2 separate regions of the Mus musculus genome follow, and region 2 is linked to region 1. The links are chromatin contacts, called in public Hi-C maps. All regions are on one chromosome and are shown on one strand. The core of a region is the stretch at or near the end of the contact, and the rest is flanking DNA. Distances in the headings are between cores, read along the strand shown.

What was found. A called contact is a pair of places that touch in the nucleus more often than the background predicts.
Region 2: a contact with region 1 is called in a Hi-C map of bone marrow-derived macrophages, with 30 read pairs. A contact is called at or near these places in 1 of 484 Hi-C or Micro-C datasets (bone marrow-derived macrophages) and 2 of 130 datasets of targeted methods (the HPC-7 cell line and kidney).

What each region holds. Positions count from the first base shown.
Region 1 is chr19:17,318,208-17,322,295 of GRCm38.p6, forward strand. No RefSeq gene overlaps it. Among named protein-coding and RNA genes, the nearest start is that of Gcnt1, 36 kb to the right of the region's middle.
Region 2 is chr19:17,164,168-17,168,255 of GRCm38.p6, forward strand. All of the region lies in intron 9 of Prune2 (prune homolog 2), which reads left to right. Among named protein-coding and RNA genes, the nearest start is that of Gcnt1, 190 kb to the right of the region's middle.

The DNA of each region.
Region 1 (4,088 bases), core at 519-3,018:
AAGCTAGCCTAACCTAAAACCCCAGACTGTTCAGGGATACATAAGGACCTCCAGTCTTGAAAATATCAAACAAACAAGAGATCTTCACAGAAGTAAATAAACCAGAAAGAGAAAGTCAGTCTTCTGAAATCAGGTCAAACCATCTGCTTTGTTTATTCAATAATATACAAGGATATCTTTCTACATAAATTAAATATACACTGAGAGAGAGAAGAGAGGAGAGGAGAAGAGAGGGGAGGGAAGGGGAGGGGAGGAGAAGAGAGAGAGAGAGAATGAGAGAGAATGTGAGAGAGATTAAAGTAATAAAATGAAAATGAAAAAAGGTATGCCAGAGAACACCAGAATTCTAATCCAATTACTTTTGAAGAATGGTTTTCAGGGGTGTGAGGCCATTCCTCTGTATATTGTTTACTTCTTATTTTCTCTGTTGTAAAGCTGACCATTCTCTGTAATTGGTGAACTGAAAAGATTTTAAGTGACTCTTAAAATGAAAAAAACAATTAAACATAAGAGCCCTGAAAGCAGAAAGTTTGTCTGTGGGAGAGAGTTAATTATTTTACCCAGAACCCGTTTCTTTGGCATGCAGAGCTGGCTCGTATTTCATAGTGAGAGGAAGTGCAGGTCTCTGCAGACACAGGAGAAGCTCTATCAAAAGCTACCCTTTGTAAGAGAGATTTACAATGACAGCCACAGGCCTCATCGTCTCACATAACCTCCCAAAAAAGTAGAGGTCTACCCTCTGGCCAGCAGATGACCACAGAGGCCTGTGACCTAGGAGGCTTCACCAGCAGAACAAGACAGCATTCAGCCTTGCCCCTTTGTCTAGAAGCCCAAGCCCTGGACCCTTTGGTGAGATAGGCACCCAGTTCATCCATCTTACCCCTCTAGGCTTTGTAAGTGTTTAGTGAACTTTGTGTGTCCTTGGTGACTGTCTGCAAGTTCATCCCATAGACTGAGGTGTTGAAACCTTCAGCGGGAGGAGTACATTTTATTTCTTTATTCATTTTAATTTTCTGACATAGGCTCTATGTAACTGAGGCTGGCCTAGAACTCATTCTAGGCTGGTCTCGGTCATGCAATTTTCTGGCCTCACTATCTTAAGTCCCGGCAACCCTGGAAAAAGAATATATTTAACACTTTTCTATTTACTAATACCTCAGAAACTCAAAAGTAAATGGGAGACTACTATGATTAGTTACATACCAGCAAACTGGATAATCTAGAAGAAATGAACAAAGTTCAGAAACATACAGCCTATTAAAAACTGTGTAATGAAGAAACTGGAAGTCTGAATAGATGATTTGAGTAAAAAGATTGAATCAATCATCAAAAGTCTTGAGGCTCAGTGGACACTGGTGCCTTTATTCCCAGCACTCAGGAGGCAGAGGCAGGTGGATCTCTGAGTTTGAGGCCAGTCTAGTCTACATAATGAGATTTAAGCAGTCAATAGTACATAAGAGACCCCGAGTCAAGAAACGAGACACATACATACATACACATATATTAATTTTTATTTTCACTTTTTTAAAACGAGACAGAACTGGGATATAGCTTAGCTGGCATGGTGCTTACCTGGAATGCATAAGGCCCTTGGCTTAAACCCCAGCACTGCTTTAAAAAAGCAAACAAAGAAACAACAGAAAAAAAAAAAAAACTACAGTCCAACACGCCTGACTATTATTCTTCTAGTTTCATTTCTGTTATTGTGCTCAAACTCTCTTACAAAGAGCAACATAAGGAAATGAGGGCTTATGTGGCTTACAGTTTCACAGACCATGTCATTGTTGCAGAGAAGGGAAGCTGGGAACTCACACTCTCACAGTCAAGAGCGAGGGAGAACCATGCATGCCTCCTTGTCTGCTAGCTTGCTTTTGCTCAGCTCCACTTAGTAAACAGAAGAAATAATAAGAACGGGCAAGCTTGGGCAGACAGACTAATAACCAACGGATACTTGAAAGGGTGCTTGGTTTCACAAATTGTCAAGGAAGTACAAGTCACAAGTGACTACCAACACCAGCCAAATGATAAGTGTTGGTAACATCCTGGATGAAGGCGAGCGAGCTCTTCTATGTGTTTAGCAAGAGTCCAAGTCGACACCCCAATTATATAGAGAGCAGCATTATAGGATTCCTGAAAACTGAAGAATCCCAATTGGTGGGGAGCCATCAAAGAGACTGAAGTCTATCCTGCTGTAATTCACAGTTGAGATCTGTGAATGAGTGAGGGCCTTTCAAACTGTCCTTTGCTCCACTTAAAGGAGCACGCAGCCATTCCCTATCCCAGGGTTGTCCTTCTAGTCTGATGTATCCCTGAGTCCTTACCAACGAATCCTAAACTCCAGCAGTTGCAACTCTGCAGGCTTGCACTTGCTCGCAGAAACACAAGTGTCCCCCGGCCAGAAGCAATCCTCTCAGGATCAGAACTGAATTGCCCTACTCAAGACAAAGTGACTTATCCAATGCTAGACCAATCTCCAGAATAAGATCTGAAATCATATAACTTACCAGAACACTGTTCAACCAAGATTATTTGGCTGTGCAAAAGTCTGTCTCACTGCTCTTTCCTCCCATGGGAAATCCCGAAGCTTTATTAATATATAGAAGACACTGGTCCCTGTTACTGCCCACTCAGGCCATGCTGAATACATTCTTCTCTTCCTTTTTGGCCATTCTTCTCTCTCATTGTACTGTCAAAGTGGCGGGTAGCTATATTTGGTTTCTTAGGGCTCCACAAGTTATAAGTATGGCCAGGTAAATGGATGAGGTGAGGGTGACACTCTTCATCCCTGGGTGGGGAGGATGGGGAGAGGAGAGAAAGTGTGCTGTGGCAGCAGTGTGGATAAGCCAGAGGACACTCCGCAAAGGGAAAGAAGCCAGACACAGGACAAACAATTTCCCAGCCTCTTTGCAAGTACAATGTGAAGACAGCCTCATGAAAATAATAGAGAGTCGATTGTAGGAGCAGGAAAATGAAACAAAACAAAAACCATACAAACAAAAACCAGAGGGGATTTAGGTCTAAGGTACAAGTCACGAGTACAGAGTAACTCTGCTTACTACTATACGTGTGCTTCAAACTTACTAAAAGTAGACTTTTCTCTTTTTAAAAACTATATTGCTTGTTGTTTGTGTCACTGAGTATTTGGAGGTCAGAGGTTAACTTGGGAAAGTCAATTCTCAGTGGCCCTTAAGAGTAGATCTTCAGTGTTTTCGCCATACATACAAAGACAACTGTGAAATGTGATGAATACACTCATTAACTTGACTGTGGTAACTACTTAGCAGTGTGAGCATCTATCAAAACATCCTGCTATATACTTTAATCACATATAATTTTCGTTGGTCAATTATACCTCAACAGCCTGGAGGCAAGGTGCAAATCTCTCTTTTTGAACTACAAGTTTTTCTATAGGCCTACTCACCTCTTCTGGCCTCCAACCCTGATGTTGGTCTTTCCAGCAGGTTCCACCACCCCCTCACATTCCTTGGCAAATCCAGCAATTTGCTAAATCACTTAGAAACAGAAAGCCCAGCCCAGAAGGGCTCAGTTTAAGGCAAACCCCTATTCCCTTGCATTTCCTGGTCCTCTTGCTATTACTAACGAGTAAGGTAAACACAGGTTGTCCTGGATCTGGGTGCTTGAAACTTTCATGTTTTTTATGTAGGGATACCTACTTCTCAGTCTTCCTATGTTTTCATCAAGTCTTAAAAGAGGAACTATTCTCTCAATAGCTCCTAAACTCCTCTCTCCTTCCTGCCTATAAGACACCCTTCCAGGGTTAGGCAGGGCTTGGCAGGTCAAGTGCTGCTTCTGCTCACACATCCAGAGGACCTGAGTTTGCATCCAGTTAAAAACCAGGAACCCAGGAGTGCTGGGTGCAGACAGGAAGACACATAGGGCTAGCAGGCAAGGCTAACAAAACCAGCTAGCTTCAGGTCCAGCACTAGCTACTCTTTCAAAAAACAAGGGAAGGGGTGATAGAGGAAGATACCTGGCCTCTGGCCTCCATTTGCAGACACACAAGGAACACACACACACACACACACACACACACGGGGTGGGGGGGTTAGGGAGAGAGACAGGTAGAC
Region 2 (4,088 bases), core at 1,079-3,578, 150 kb before region 1:
AGCCCTCTATCCCATCTCTCCTCCCCCCTGCTTTTATGAGGGAGCTCGCCCACCCGCCCACTCCCACCTCACCTCCCTAGCATTCCTCTGCATTGGTGCATCAAGTCTCCACAGGACCAAGCCCCCCCCCCCCCACTCCTATTGATGTCAGATAATGCAATCCTCTGCTACATAAGCAGCTGGAGCAATGGGTCCCTCCATGTGTACTCTTTGGTTGGTGGTTTAGTCCCTGGGAGCTCTGGGTTGTTCAGTTAGTTGATATTGTTGTTCTTCTTATGGGGTTGCAAACCCCTTCAACTCCTTCAGTCCTTCCTCTAACTCCTCCACTGGGGTCCCAGTGCTCAGTCTGATGGTTGGCTGTGAGTATCCACATCAGTGTTGGTCAGGCTCTGGCAGAGCCTCTCAGGGGACAGCCATACCAGGCTCCTGTCAGCAAGCGCTTCTTGTCATCAGCAATAGTGTCTGTGTTTGGTGTCTGTATATGGGATGGATCCCTAGGTGAGGCAGTCTCTGGATGGCCTTTTCTTCAGTCTCTACTCCACTCTTTGTCCCTACATTTCCTTTAGACAGGAACAATTCTATGTTAATATTTTGGAGATGGGTGGGTGGCCCCATCCCTCAATGGGGGGCCATGTCTAATGTATGGATACGGTCTCTACAGGTTCTCTCTCCCCTTTGTTGGGTATTCCAGCTAATGTCACCCCTGTTGGGTCCTGGGAGCCTCTTGCCTTCCTAGCATCTACGACTTTCTAGTGGCTACCCCCAGTTATTTCTTAACTGTAAGGACACTTGAAACTCAGACAATGCTTTATTGTTTACAGGAAGGTCCATGTGCATTGTGCTTTATTCTTTCTAGGAGGTCTTGTTTGTGTTGGGTTTATTCCCCATAGCCTGGGATGTTGAATATTTATCATCTCTCTTTAAAACTCTTAAAACTGGAAGCCCATTTTCTCAGTCAACCAGCCCATCAATGGTTAAGGGAACCACAACTCACAACCCTGACCTCATATTCAGAACTTCTGCAGTTACTTCATTGTCTTACTGGTGAATCACAGAACTCATAAACCCCACAAAATTTAGGTGGATACTCTGTCACATTTAAAGCCCTCCCGTACCTGTTTTGAGTTGGGGGCCTGCACATTCATGTTCACTGTCAAGTGGACTTTCTGACATCTGTTGTGAGCTCAGTGTGATGGTCAGGAGGAATCTGGGGGCTCTTTATTCATTGATTTGAAGATTGACTCTTGGACCGAAGGCTAGAGAAACTGTGTGTATGTGTTCAGGGTCTTCTGTGTAATATTTACTAGGTGTTTACCCTCCTGGGTACTGCAGATATAACAGCGATTAAGATAGATTTGATGGCTTCACATAGAGAAAACGCTTAGGTTGGAGAGCAAAATTTGGTACATTGATGATAGGTGTGGTGGCTTCTGTCATCACGCATATTGAAGAATTGACACATTCTCCTCTTACTGGTGAGGAAACAGAATGATAAGATGAAATGATATGTGTTGTAGCACACAGGAAGTGATTTAATTTAGTTGCTTTGTTTTAATTTTGTTCTTTTGTTCTTGAGAAATAGTCTCATGTACCTGCCCTGGTCCCAGTCTCCTTATGTAGCTGAAGTTGGCACTGGTCCTCTTGTCTCCACCTCCCAAGTGCCGAGATAACAGTCATGTGCCACCACACCCAGATTAATCTCAGTTTTGACTGTAACTGCTCTTAGCAGCCTTTTTCTACAAGACAGGTAGCTAGATTTAATGCTAAGGAGAATCACACGGATGGATTGAGACAACAGTGTGTGTGTATGTGTGTGTGTGTGTGTGTGTGTGTGTGTGTGTGTGTGTGTGTGTGTGTGTGTGTGTGTGTGTATGAGTGTGTGGGTGTGTTATAGAACAAACTATACTATCCTGAGAAATCAGGAATCTGTGCCTCTGAGGATTTTCAAAACCAGGGCCTGGAGGCCAGGCCGAGGGCTTGCTGGTTAAGCAGGGAAACTAGAGTTTGCATTCCAGTACCTGCATAAAAACCTGGGCTATCACTCACACCCCCAGAGTAAAGACAGAAGGATTGCACAGCTGCCAGACTCATTGCCATTCATGAGCTCCAGGTTCACTGAGAAGCCCTATCTCAGAGGAACAAGGAAGAGACCAACAGAGCAGGACACTGAGTGCCCTCCCCTGGCCTGCACGTGTTCACGTGTAACTAGAGAGTGAATGTAGGGCCTTTCACATACCAGACAGGCACTCTGCTACAGAACGGTATCTCCCAGCTTTGCCCACTGTCCCTCAGCTCTGGTGCAGCATCAGTTTTAGGGAACACATCGACTCAAAGCCACAGATTTTGTAAAGAGACACTCCCTATGTTAGTCAGCTTCCCGTTGCTGACAAGACAGTTGAATGATCAACTTAAAAAGAGGAAGGAATTATATTTGACTGACTGTCGTGTCAGAAGTTTCAGTCTATGATAGTTGGGTCATGCTGCATTTGAGCCTATGGTGAGGTGGAATATCACGGCAGCAGTGAGTTACAGAGCATAGCTATCACAGCCAGGAAACAGAGACCTGAGGCAGTGTCCCAATATTTCTTCAATGTTATTCCCAATGACGTACCTTCTTGCTAGTAGGCCTGTCCTCCTATAGATTCTACACCTTCTAGGAGTGCTATAGCCTGGAAACCAGACCTTTACATTTGGGCCTTTGGGTATGTTTAAAACTTGCTGGTGCTGTGTTTTAGAAGGGTCTATGGAGATGCTGGGGAAGACATCGGCCACTGTAGAGCTATATGGAGCACTGTGCATTGGTTCGACTCCATCCTTCTATCTCCACAAGGAAGAGGTTAAGGGTTCTGGTCTACTCTAGTCTCAGCGCATAGTAGACCGTCAGTGCATATTTGTTCAATAAACAGAGCTAGTCTCCCTATTACCAGAGGCTGAGAACCTTTTTTTTTGTCACCTCAGTGATTTGTCAATGACCAGTGGACTTAGCCTGACTCCTTCAGAAATTGATGAAACTCTCAGTGTTTGGTAGGTCCAGACTGGCATGGAGAAAAGGCTCATTGATAAGGGATGAGACCTAATTTTAGAAGTAGAATAAAAAGGTGACCTATGTCAACTTGGATTCATGCCTACGTCTGAAGATTTACCATAAGGGATTAAAATGTCATGGAAGCCAATAAGAGAGATATAAGACCATGATAAGTGAACATTTACTGAACAACGTCCAGAGAATAAAAATGAAGGGAAATTCATGGTTTACAACCACCAGCTTCCTAGAAGAACATACACATTTGTCCAGTTCTCTGTTTTCCCAGTTTTCTTTTGCAGAGGAAGGTGACACAGGGGCTGGGCTCAGCTCTGAGCAGAGACAGGAGGATCATTTTCACTAACACATAGCGACAAAGAACCTTCAAATATTCAACAGCAGGGAGGGAAAGACTGTCAGTTCTGACTTCTCAGGGATGTGAGGCCTTTACTTCTCATTGCTTCGCCTTTCAATAACTGAGCAAGATAGGTTGTACATCCCTAATTTATAAGTTTAAAAGGTAAGGCTGGTGGAGTACCACGACCTTGGCCCATGTGACTGAGGTATTAGGCCCATGTTTATAGGAAGAGAACGGGCCAATACTCGGATCTGTCTACTCTAAAGCACACCTGTTGCATTTCATGTTGAAAAAAAATGCATGCTTTATGTCCATTGCGATGAGTTAGCTCTTTGCACTTTCTCTTTCTGAAGTCTTACCGGGTTTGTATTTGCTTGTGAGAGATGAGACAAGTGGCCATTGTACACAGCCAAACTGCTGTTCAGGGTGTCAATGAAATTGACATTTGTGGTTCTCATTCACAGTGACTCACTGCATTTGGGGCCATGTAACAATGGGCTCCGCTCACATACTTGCCTTATTTCAAATCAGTTGAAATGTTTATCCTCTATTCTCTGTTTATTCGTTTTAAAGATGATAAAACATGTGCGCGCATGCGCACCTGTGATGTGTGTGTGTGTGTGTGTGTGTGTGTGTGTGTGTGTGTGTGGTGTGTGTGTGTGTGTATAGAGGGTGTGCATGTGTGTTTAATGCTCTTCTTCTTGCTTC